2 separate regions of the Mus musculus genome follow, and region 2 is linked to region 1. Evidence: chromatin contacts called from public ChIA-PET data. All regions are on one chromosome and are shown on one strand. The core of a region is the stretch at or near the end of the contact, and the rest is flanking DNA. Distances in the headings are between cores, read along the strand shown.

Region 1 (6,694 bases), core at 3,938-6,437:
GGTACATAGGGCATCATAAAGGATAGAATAATTGGGAAATTGGGATAATTTGTCTAATCTAGGTGGGCAGCTGGTTTTTTTTTTTATTATCAATTGGTTCTGAAATCATTGCATTGGAATCTTGTGGATTGAGAATTTATTGATACATAAATCTGATTGGTTAATTATAAGCTTCAAGAGTTTTGTTTTACTGGGTTACTGGAAGGTGGGACCACTGACCACAGGGGGATTATGGCTGAGAGGGTACAGGTGGCACTGAGGCAGTGAACTGGAACTGCTATAGCAAGAGGTGTATTTTCAGTATATGAAAATCAATGGGATACAAGAGTCAACTCAGTGCTTCTTAGAAGGGGGAACAAAATACTCAAAAGAGGAAATATGCAGACAAAGTGTCGACTGAAAGAAAAAAGAGACTGAAGGAAAGGCCAACCAGAGACTGCCCCACCTGGGGATCCATCCCATATACAGTTACCAACTATTGTGGATGCCAGGAAATGCTTGCTGACAAGAGCCTGATATAGCTGTCTCTGGAAAGACTCTCTGCCAGACCCTGACAAATACAGAGGCAGTGGTGGATACTCATTGGACTGAGCGCAGGGTCCCTGATGGAGGAGTTGGAGAAGGCACTGAAGGAGCTGAGGGGGTTTGCAGTCCCATGGAGGCGTTAACATGCCAGACCCTCTGGAGCTCATGGGGACTAGATCACCAACCAAAGAGTACCCATAGAGGGATCCATGGCTCCGGCCGCCGCATATGTGGCAGAAGATGGCCTTATTGGACATCAATCAGAGAGAGAAGTGGCCCTTGGGCCTGAGGTGGGGTTCGATGACCCAGTGAAGGGGAATGCCAGGGCGGGAAGGCAGGAGTGAGTGGGTGGGTGGGAGAGCACCCTCATAGAGGCAGGGGGAGGGTGGATGGGATGGGGGTTTCCGAAGGGGAGACCTGGAAAGAGGAAAACATTTGAAATGTAAATAAAGAAAATATCCAATTAAAAAATCAATGGGCTAGCCGGGCGTGGGGGAGGCAGAGGCAGGCGGATTTCTGAGTGCTAGGCCAGCCTGGTCTACAAAGTGAGTTCCAGGACAGAGAAACCCTATCTCGGAAAAACAAACAAACAAACAAACAAACAAACCAAAAAAACAATGGGATATGATATTTAAGAAGAATTCGTTTATCAGTCAAACATGATACTTTCCTCTGCAGCCTTGCTCTTAGTTCCTTGGGCTCCCTTCCACAGTGTAGTTAAGGGTGGTGTCAGGTGCTGTGACTTCACAGCAGGTAGGAGGTCCAAAAACCCATTCTTTCCTTTCTCCCTACAGCTGCTCATTGCCCAAATTGCACGCACGTATGGTGCATATGGAGACTTGATGTTTTATAAAATAATCTCAAAGAATGACAGACAAAGAATATTCTGGCACTGGGTCAGTTTTTGTTAAGAAAGGACCTCCTGTGCCTTTTGGAGCCAGCCAACCAGATAGTCCTCTGTGCTGCCTTCTGGGATGAGGATAACGGGGGGGGGGGGGGGGGGGGCAGGGGGCGTGGATATCAGCTACGCGCGGTTTCCTGCCTCTATGACGTCACTGTAGCGGGTCATTCCTTCCGCCCCAAAAGCACATCTCACAAACAAGCACATACCACTCTCAGCAGTTGCCCGAAACTTTCGCTTTTTTCCCGTGGTTTTTCACTTTTCAAAGAAACTCAGAGTCACAAGGAAAGCGAAACACCTGTGCGGATGGGCGGCACATGGAGACAGGAAAACACTGCGGCAGGGGAATAAGCGGATTCTTTGGGCGAGAAAGCTGGTGGAGAGGAAAGGCACCCGTGCGGCGCCAGTGCCTGTGGGTGCATATTGGTCCGCACCGTGGGAGAGCCCCTATGCGGGGGCGTGCACATCACTGACTGCACAGGGATCACTCTGCCAGAGGAATGGTGTGTTTTCCTCTTTCCAGAGTTTAACCCAGGCTTTCACGCGGTTCCAGCTTCAACAAGCAGAGCGCCCTGTGACACTCAGCAGACAAACACTTTGGTATTCTGAGACAGCTCAGTTTGTAGAGGACTCACTAGAGAGAATATACAGGAAAGATACCAAAATAACATTCAGGGGACATTAATGCACTTTCTGCTCCAAGAGCCCCATCCCTTCGTTCTTAGTGTTTGTATATTTATTCATGTAAGTGTGTGAACACATGCATCATGTCATACATATGACAAGCAGAAGACAGTATTCAGGAGTTGGTTCACTCTTCCACCATGGGACTTCTGAATCCGGCGATCACTGTGCCTTGGGGGAATCTGAAGTCCCTTCTCTCCTTCAGACACTAGGAAGGGGAAATTTTTATTTGGCCCAGGAGCACAAATGTTTTCCTGCTAAACAAGAGTTTTGAGGCAAGTCACAGCCCAGAAATCCAGCAGGACCAAGCTGCACATCACCAGAGCGGCCAGCAGATGGAGCAGGAGGACTATGGGGAAATGACGCTGTGAGAAGAGGATGGCAGTGGAGTGAACGGGATTCTACGTTCTGTGAAGATACCCTGCGTGTGTGTGTGTGTGTGTGTGTGTGTGTGTGTGTGTGTGTGTGTGTGTGTGTGTGTGTGTGTGTGTGTGTGTGTGTAAAATTCTTAAACAGGGAACACACAGTTTGCATTTTCTGAACATTTATCTAAGCTTGAACTTTGTTCTCATTTGTGAATTTTTCATATGACTAAGACAGTGACATCCATTCAGGCTACTGATTACATTATTAAAGTTAATATTTCCAGTAAATTTCAGATATGCCAATTCAAATGGATACTTACCCCTCAATGAGAAATACTCTAAGCTTGTGGCCAGGTGTGTGTGTGTTCACAAGCACACTTACACACTGAATCACTTCTATCCCACATGCAAACATCACTCTTCTTGGCCTATGAGAAGCTTTGGGTCCTCATTCTCACCTCCCCTTTTACCTAGAATTCTCACCATAACAGGTTTCTGTGTTTAGTTGGGGACTTATATTGTTGTTGGGTGGTATCTTTTTTAAAAATCAACATCTTCCTCAACATCTCCAGCTGACCTAGAACTTTCAGAAATCCTCCCCTCCCTCCTCAGCATTCCAAATTTAGGGATTTAATACACTACCTGCATCAAGAAACTTTCTTGGAATGAGATTTTTGCTCACTGTTGTGTAACTTACAGCAGAGCCTGCTGGCTCCTGGTAAATGATCTCTGGTGTCTTCTGTCCTTAAACACATCTACTCGGGGCACGTGGCTGTACTTTAAAGGAGCCACAAGGCTGGGATTAATACTTCGCCCTCTGCCCACATTTTTAAACTGAGGTCAACTATGCTATCTCCATCCCCACTCCTAGGTCCCAGTCATCCTGAAAACCACCCACATTCTCTTTAGGTGCTTAGGGAGACTCCAGTCCAACAAGAACATCGGGTCCCCAGCAGGTCTACTCCCAAGGTGCTTATCACACCTGACAGTTCTCTCAGCTTTACAGAAGGGGACTTGTGTCTTTGTTACAAAAATGATAAAAACTCTAAGTCTTTGCCCCTAACCCTATAGTGTTTTCCTGAAAGAGCCTGGCTCTCATGGTATTACTTTCTCTTCTCCTTTGGCGGGACCCTAGCTATCAAAGATGTCAACAGCCTTCTGATGGCGAGAGCAAACATTTGCTCTGTCTGAGTAGGTAAATGAAGCACTTGTTGCAATATTTTACATTCAATCGCCAATTTTTATTTTGCCACACACAACTTTTATTGTTGAACTCTCTTAGGTAATGATTGAACAAGTTTCATTATTTTGTGAGCTAGGCGCATAGGTGACAGTGTTTCTCCTTGCAAGTCTATGTCACCAAAGTGTATTGGCATAGGGTCAGGTACAGTAGGCTTTACGTATACAAAAAGGATTTTAAAATATCTTGTCCTTGTATAACCAGTGCTTATCCTTTGTAAGCTTGGAATTAATTTGGTTGAAGAAAATTGCACGACTCTCGATAGTTTATGTTTGACTAAGATTAGGTAAGTAAAATAAACTACCGGAAACAAAAGTTCTAAGAAGGTTCAAAACATCCCTTTTTTAAAATTTAAGTTTTTATCAAGAGAATCTAGTTGCCCCCAGTTCCTGATGACTCTCTTTGGTTTGTTTGTCTCTCTGTGATTCATTGTAGCAATAAAGGACACCAGGAGAACATACATGTTCAAGAATGAAACTTGCTTTATTCATGCTTTTTATTTTAAATTTAAATAACAATAACATAATAAATTCTATGAGCTATTTTTACTTAGAGGTGCTTTGACTTGGAGTGCTGTGCTGTTCTTATATCACTTCCTGGGTCACATTGAGCTTAATGAAGGCTAAAGGCACGGAAGGAGTGAAGGCATGGAAGGAGCCACAAAGGGCTGGGCCTTTAAAAAAAATTTTTTTTTCAAGATAGAAAATTTTATTTCTCCTTTCAATGTTCATAGAAAGAAAAACTCTGTCATTTTGTGGGGAAAGAGAAACAAATAGAAGTCCAAATGTCATGAAAATGAAAAGGGGAGTCAACTTCTCCTGAGAAATGGCAGGGAGTTACCAAAACCCAGAGCTAAGGGAAAAGAGGAAGGAAGAAAAATGTTGAAATGCACCAAGGCACTAAGATGGCAACTTCCTCGAGGAACAGAGAGATTCCTCTTAGGACTCTATGAACAGCCCTCGGTCTGGAAGACCTTCTCCAGCTGATGATTTTCAGTTTGACCCAGATGTGAACAGTTGTGGGGAGAGAAGGAAAGGGTCAAACCAACCACAGGAGACTGGCACTCTGACCTCTGACCGCAGTCAGGAGAGCACTAACCCAGCAGGCAGGATAAGGCCTCCCCTGAGGACTCCACCAAAGTGCTAACGCTTTGCAAGGCTGAGAAAACACTGCCTCTCGAAGAAGCCTAGAATTTGGAGAAAGGGAATCGGCAGGCCCCACAGCAATCTGCTCTTATGCTGGAAAATAGTAATGATATCTTTTAAAAATGAGAATGGAGAAAATTATTGTAAGCTAACTATGTCCATCCAGTGCTCTAACGTAGTTTAAAATATGAATTCAGTCATCTCAGCCACACCGTCCGAGACTCTGTGGACATAAATAAAAAGGAGATCAGATACACAGTACTTTAGAGACAGTTGAGGATCGGGGTTATTAAAGGAAGTGTGAACTGAAACAGATACGGGGTTTACCGCAGAAGAGAGGATGTGGCACGGACCTGGTAGAACAGCGCAGCAGCTGAGGTGGCAAAGGGAGGAGTCTATGAAAACTCATCGTCTCTTTCACTTTGATTTTTAAGACTGCATCATGGCTGGGCATGGTGCTCAATGTGGGGCACTAAGATGAATTTTGGGGGATAAGTTTTTTAGAAGAGTTATTGATGCCATAGACATATGTACGAACAGACAAGAGCCTGCCTGGTAGGGACTCTGAGAAGAACACAAGCCCCGGCACCAAAGACAGAAAGTATGGGGGCGGGGGGAAGCACGGGAAAGAGGTGTCGTCTGAAAAATCAAGCCCAGGTGACAGTCTGTGACCTTCTTAAATGTTGTAGACCCTCTTGGTCCCTTTGTCTGTGTGGAACGGGTCTCTGGGGCAGGTGGGCAAAGCGTCGGAGGGAAATACAGACAGACCAACACGAGAGATTGTGTAGAATCTGAATGTAATCTGTCAGGTCGAGCATCAAACTTTTTATAGTACAGAAAATACAAGGGTCGGAAGTCACAGCAGGCAAGGTACATTGAAGTTACCATGTACAAAACAAAGGAATGACTTCAAAAGGATTTACAGGAACCAGGTAAGAGTTTACAGTAAAGATAAAGTAGTTCTGCCTAGGGTCAGCTTAGTGACAGGCAAGGATTTCACACTCTAGTGTTATACCTTTGAACCTTGTGAAGGCTAGCACCAGGGGTTTCTGCTCTTGGCAGGCCTCATGAATAATGTAATATCACAACCCCCCTAATTTCCTAGGCTTTGCTAAATTCTTATATGAGTGTAACTTTTAAGTATCTGGAGAATCTCCATTTGTCAGGAGAATATACCAACTTGTTTTTAATATGCAATGTAGCCTGTACTGAAGATTTTTATCTCAGTGAGATTCCCTGGCTCTTTCTGCAGACCAGCTGAGCCACTGGCTCTGTCTATTGTAATGCTTAATTAGTAACTGAATAGGTAACTTCCTTTTTGCTTTCCTGCGGGATTTTAAGCTCGGATTTCAAGCTTGCAGGCTACTGGGACCTTGGAACACTATAACAGAATTTAATCTTAAAAGGCATTTATAATAAAATATTAAAAGAGAGCTCCCATACACCAGACTAACGCAGGAATAGAGTATGAGTATATGGTTAAATGAGAACGCCAAAACTCCAGAAGGTGAGCTTCCTTGAAACTCTTTTCCTCGTTGAGTGCTTACAGACTTTTTCAGCCTGTCAAGCAGACCCGACCAGAGGGCGTGACACTTAAAACTCTGAGGAAGGGGGGCGGGGTGGGTTTCTTAGCAGAAGCCTACAGCTAGACTTCCCTGCCCCCCCCCCAACTATTCCGAGGAAGCTGGGAAGTGGGTGAGTAGCAGGCTGTGTGGCCACCAGTACATCTTTATTGTGCCTGCAAATTCATTTCCTCCAGGGGGAAATCTGGGCACATAGAAACCTGTTAGCTTAAAAATTGATACAGTACTGTCAGCAGGGTCTTATCAGGGCT
Region 2 (6,185 bases), core at 2,774-5,273, 690 kb before region 1:
TGTGCCCGAAGCCCAGAGGATGAAGCTAGCAATTATATTTCACTGATTAATGTGCAATCGTAAATTTACAGGCTTGATGGTCCAAAGAGGCTCCCTGCTATGAGAGATAATGAATAGGAAATTGTCAGAATAATTAGCCAAGTCAGACCTTACAAATGTACCTGGAAGTTGAAAGTAACAAAAGAGAAAAAAAGGCCATAATTTATAGATTGAAAGATAAAGCTTATGAGAAGAACAGGATATTCAAGACATTCCTTCCTGCTTCTCTTGGCTTCGTTCCTTTTACCCTGGTCTGAGTCTAAAGAAAAAGATTCTGAGCCGAGCTTCTCAAGTCCCTTCAGAGAGGCAAAACTCTTCCACCAGCAGCTGTTCATCCCACTATCCTCATGGTCAGTTCTATGTGGAATTTGCCTTCTGCAGAAACGAACCACCTTCTTGTTCCACCTTCCAGGGAGAAAGGTGAGCAGCCAGTGATGGTAAAAACCAAATTGCAACACCTGACACGCTTTGTAAAATGAGACTCAAGCCAAAAGAGCCAACTTTCTTCAAAGCTTTTCTGGGGACACTGAATCCTGAAGTTGTTTTCAGGAATTAGCCTTCCCCATCCTGGCTTCTTCCTGAAGAAGAGCCCCTAGCAAGCCTTCATTCAGCACTCTGCCTGTAACATGACTGTTTCCCAGAGAATCCAGCTTGCCACGGAGTTTATCATACATCACTAAAAGACCCTTCCAAAGAAATGTGACAGCGTAACAGCCCCTTTAGTCCAATGTGCCTTATACTTTGTGTGTGCCAACTGCTCAGGCAGGAACCACAAATCCAAACTAAGATAAGTTTTGCCTTGAAAGTTTTTTTTTTGAGTGTTTGTTCTCTTGGTTGTCTGATTAGTTAATTTGGTTTGGTTGACTGGTATAAGTTAAATACATAAAGACAAAAATCCTCAAAGGTGAGTCTTCTGAATAAATACATCTTCCTTTGGATTTTCTGTAAAGTAAAATGTATGTAATTTATTTTCTTTAAATCTTCAAACTATATCAATGGCAAAACTATTAATTTTAAAAACTACTGATAGTATTGTGTTGCAACTGAACTATGTGATTATGTATACAGCTTGACTTTAGAGTCACATGGTCCCCAAAGAGGGAATGAAAGGATTTACACATTACCTTGGTTTGATGTCTCGTTTCTAATTATCAATACAATCTATTCCATTAATCTTTGATTAGAGATCAAGAGAGGCAAACTGTATGACAGTGTGTGCTACAGATGAGCCATACTCAAGTGACAGGTGATGTGGGCTAACTTACATTTAGCATACTCTAAATCTGAAAGCCCAAATGACCATAAGAGATAAATTAGGGTTTTTTTTTTCAAATATTTCAACACATGATTTTTTTTTAATCTAGCTTTTAAAAAATATGTCCCAAATTGTAAATTTTCATCTACCTTCCATCCTGCTTTGGCATTTGAGACTGCCGTCTTATGCCGCGTATCTTCTGTAAATACTTTAAGTTGCACCGCTGTTTTCATTTACTAGGATTCTGGATGCTCAGTCTCTCATCGCTCCGGACGGAGCAGCATGCTCTACTGCGAGCCCACGTGAAAACCCAGAGTTTTCTCAGGACTAGAAGTCACCAAGGACCGATGAGAACATCCAGAACGGTGTGAGACGACTCCTCAGGCGGTCCCCACTGGTTATTTGTTGTCAGTGTGCAGCATTTGACAGGAATTTCCATCCCATGATTGTTTTTTAAGGAGTATCTTCGTGTAATGGAATGATTTAAAACACATTCAAATTCTTTGGATCGTGTATAGCTTTATGCATTTTCACACCAAGAATAATTTTAAAGGGCCTAACTCTCCTTATAAATAATGGCTCAATTCAGAGTCTCTCGCTTCCCCTTCTTCAAAATGATTAAATATAAAGAAACCTCAGATGGGTTAAAGATAACTGTGTGGATCTGTGGACGCTGAGTGCAAAAGGTTCCTTTTTCACTTTGATGCTTGTGGGGAAGAAGGGCGAGTAATGAGAAACAGCAATTTCCCCACTAAGGACCCACAGATTTTGTAACAGAGACTTAGCAAGTGTGTAAGGGCTTAAGCCTTCGTTCGAGAAGAAACTCTGTACTGTGTTTAGTAAATAATTCTCTGACTGCTGGGGACATTTACTTTAAAGCTGAATTTGCTGAAAAGCCTGGGGCACAATTTTAAGACTGTCCCAAAGCACTATAATGGGGCAATTAGTGCCTAATGATATAGAAGAAGGGTACAGAAATTGGAAGAAAGGTATTGCTTGAGCTGTTAAGACCACAGAGCCATGCATTTCCCTCTGTCAGCATTACAGGGTGTGTGTGCGTGTGTGTGTGTGTGTGTGTGTGTGTGTGTGTGTGCAGCAACAAAAACATTTCCGCTAGAAACAACCCATCAATATTTAGAAATAAATGTGTAAAAAGTGGTTTAAAGTGTCTTGGGCTTTAATAGTCCTGAAACGTCCAATTGTGTGCATAATAGATTTATGTACAGTGAACTTTCTTTTACCTTTTTTTTTTCTAATTTTCCCTAGTTTTGTGCCATGCATGATTCTAAGTTTAAGCATCTTTGGGGTTCTAGTTTTAAATTCCCCCCTCCCCCAGCTTTTTGGCTTTTTTTGCTTTACACAGTTGAGATTTGTTTTGTTTTGTTTTGTTTTGTTTTGTTTTGTTTTTGTTTTTGTTTTTCGAGACAGGGTTTCTCTGTTGTAGCCCTGGCTGTCCTGGAACTCACTCTGTAGACCAGGCTGGCCTCGAACTCAGAAATCTGCCTGCCTCTGCCCCCTGAGTGCTGGGATTAAAGGCGTGCACCACCACCGCCCAGCGCTTTACACAGTTGTTAAGCTTAGAAACTTTAGGAAATGGCTTGTCTGAGATTGGTTTATGTGTTTTTTCCTTGAAACAGTTGACAAGTTTGTTAGCCACATTTCAATGGGAGTATTAGAACTGCCAGCATGGGCTCGTAAGATAAGATGAGAGTTTTCTAATTAGGAGCCTTCCTGTTTGGTTAGCAGAAGCTACTACGCACTCGGTCTCCCTCATTCTAGTCACACAGTGGAAAGGAGGACAGCTCTGACTGGTCAGTGCTCTGCTCTTGCATGGGTTTGCAATGCTGCACTTCGTGACAGCCAGGTTACAGGCCATTCTCTCTTTTATTTTTTTTAAATTAATTTGTTATTTTATTTGTTTACATTTCAAGTGTTGTCTCCCTTCCCAGGTCTCCCCTCCACAAACCCCACATTCCATCCCCTCTCCTTTGCCTCTAAGAGGGTGCTCCTCCATCCACCCACCCACTCCCACCTCACCCCTCTAGCATCCCCATACACTGGGACAACAAACCTTCACAGGACCAAGGGCCTTCTCTCTCATTGATGCCAGATAAAGCAGTCCTCTGCTACATATGCAGCTGGAGCCATGGACCCATCCATGTATACACTTGGTTGGTGTTTTACAGGCCTATGATACTCTACCTTTTCATTGGTCTCAACAGGAGTAGAACAGGTCTGGGTTTTTGTTTTTGTTTTTGTTTTTTGGGGGGGCACTTTCTGAACCAGAGTTGAACTAAAGACCTGTTTTCTTTCTGTTTTTCTAATCATAGCCTTGCGTCTACATTCCACCTTGTCAGTGTAACAAACCAATTACCAGAGAGCTGGTTGGAGGCCTTTTCTTCAATGGCTTCTCTGAGCCAAGCAGAAGGAACACACTGGCCCATATGTATCATGTGTTACTCTAGCAGAGATTCCATGCTAGGCTATAAAATAAGAACTACAGTTTGGAGTGGTTTTTGTTAGAAGGTCTGCATTCCTGGCCCAGGGGACTTGGAGGGAGAGAGACTTCTGAGGGTAAGGGATAAAAGCCTTAGAGATAGATCTGTTGAAGCACAGAGGAAACAAACTTGACACATAAGTTTAAAATGCAGGAACAAAATGCAGGAAGCAGACAACTGACTACAAGCACCCCCAGAAAGTAGATCAACAGGAAACCACATTTTCTCACTTGTTTCAAAGTCTCGCCATTCAAACGTTCCCTTTGATCCTTGTACCCAAGCCTCATCAGCATGTTTGATGATATTGTGTTGATTGTTTTTGTATCTGTCCAGATTTATTATCATAAGCAAGCAACCTACTTACTTTTTTGTGTGTGTGGTGCAGTGTCCACCTTGAACAGCAGCCACAAACCAAGAGCCAAGAAGTTCTGAAGGCCAACTGCTATGAAGTAGATTTAGCACCTCGTGTACCTGTGAAAGGCCTTGGGCTAGCATAATTATTTGGTTTCTGAGTTCTAGAGTGTTTGAATAGCAAACGGCAGAGTTCATAAGAACCCCTGTTTCTGTACACACAGTGAAGGTGAAGTCCGGACTACTAACAACGAAGTAGGCGCTGCTCTTTTTGTTGAGGCAAGAGAAACTGTCAAGACAAGAGTGTATAGTCCTGAGTAAATGTGACTCTGGGAAGGACAGATGTCACAATCCATGCTCCTGCTCAGTACCTGAGAAGGCAGAGATAGGCTCAGGCCCTAGAGGGACCACTAAATCATGTTCAGCAGGCAGTAAATGAAAAGTTGTAATGTGTTATGTTTCTCACAGAACCTAGGAAAGTGGAGACTATGATTGCCCATTAAGGGAGTTAAGACATCTTATAGAGGAGGGTCCATAAAAGGGTTTTGGTTTGTGTCTCAGTGAGCTCTCCACTGAGCATATAGTCTTTGTACTTTTTTCAATTAGTATTTGATTCACAAATTCGGCCCAAAATATACTGACTGTGAACTAATAAACTCTTGGAGTCAGAAGTCCTTTGACAGACTTTTGAGGCATTGATGAGCCCGTCCAGTTTCCAAGTTTTAGGAGTGTAATTTAGCTATGTGTTATACCCAGAATAGAGACCTGAAGGCTTAGACATAAGTAATCTAGGTTTGGAATCAGAAAAAGGGTTTGACTTATGCCATAACTCAATGTGTTTTATAGAAAATGAGTCCTGCCTATTAGAGTCTCTCAAAGACTGCCCCTGATATGACAAAATGATGTGTTTGGCAAATCCTTTTAAAGAGTGTTTTATAATCTCATTGTTAAGACTCATAAGAGGGATCCATCTGTTGGTGTGAGTTCTATCTGTATTTAAGTCACCAGAATGTAGGGAATTTTGACAGCTCCAAGTGGCCTTCTGTTACTGCCACCTTGGCACAACTTACATAGGTTCCATTCACACTGATGGTTGGGGAATAGGGATTCAGGAACAAAGAGGAAATAGGAGAGGGTCAAACAGAAGTTTTAAAACCAGCATGCAGTGTGTCTGGGTGTTTTAAAAGCAGCATCCAGTGTGTTTAGGAAGACAAATGAAGTGAGCTTGCTGGTAGTACAATGATCAGACACCTAGGACTAGGCTTGTACTGTGATGGCAGACTTAGAGTTCTAAGAAAATTTTAGAAACTGATCTCACTCCAAATGAAACCTATGAGGCTACCCCATATAACCAGATAAGGAGTGAATTTTCTAAGTAGGGAGCTGATGCTTTCTTATCAAGAGGAAAACATGAGAAAAGATTTTTGGAAAATGGTGGAAAGGTTGTGGGTGCACACGAGGGGACTCGAATCAAGTATTGAGGTCTTGAGTCTATGAGTCTTGGGAATTATGTTTATACGTCCAGGAGTCTTCTTGAACAACAAGTGCCCAACCCTTATACTCATCCCTGATCCCTGATTCTTGATGAACTTACACGGGACAAAGAAGGGTTCAGAGACACAAACGGTCTCTGAAGCATAACTGCCATGCAAGTAGCTAGAATCTGAGATGCTCTAATGATACAAGAACATCCTCAGATGAGCACAGTCTCGGGAGGCCTGGCTGAGGAGAGAAAAAAAGAAACACAAGAGAAATCTGGCCCACCCAGCAGCTGCCCCTGGATCTGGAGAAAGAGAACTAGACAGAAGACAATAGCCCTGCAGCAAACCCATCAGTCTCCAGGGTTTAGGTCCCAGCAAAGTGCTGCCTTGAAAGGATGACATTGTGACTGAAAGATCTGTTAAACATTCTGGGAACATCACCCTTTATCATGGCAGGACTTGTCTTCAAGAAGACTGGATTTCATTAGTGTTGCCTAGCCCAGATATTGTGGCCTCTGTGGCTCAAAAGAGTCCTCTAGAGGGCTGGAAGCAGAAAAAGAG

The links. ChIA-PET counts read pairs in DNA pulled down with a chosen protein or histone mark.
Region 2: an RNA polymerase II ChIA-PET map of memory CD8 T cells shows a contact between it and region 1, with 8 read pairs. The contact joins two enhancer-like sites. A contact is called at or near these places in 1 of 39 promoter capture datasets (cranial neural crest), 1 of 484 Hi-C or Micro-C datasets (CD4 T cells) and 1 of 115 datasets of contacts at active chromatin or transcription factors (memory CD8 T cells).

Annotation. Positions count from the first base shown.
Region 1 is chr4:88,863,299-88,869,992 of GRCm38.p6, reverse strand. No RefSeq gene overlaps it. Among named protein-coding and RNA genes, the nearest start is that of Gm34457, 5.3 kb to the left of the region's middle. Within about 2 kb of position 5,187, at least 120 of the 459 cell types and tissues checked have an H3K27ac peak or open chromatin away from gene starts, as enhancers often do. A contact at or near this core is called in memory CD8 T cells, where this site is marked.
Region 2 is chr4:89,548,554-89,554,738 of GRCm38.p6, reverse strand. No RefSeq gene overlaps it. Among named protein-coding and RNA genes, the nearest start is that of Dmrta1, 140 kb to the left of the region's middle. Within about 2 kb of position 4,023, at least 27 of the 459 cell types and tissues checked have an H3K27ac peak or open chromatin away from gene starts, as enhancers often do. A contact at or near this core is called in memory CD8 T cells, where this site is marked.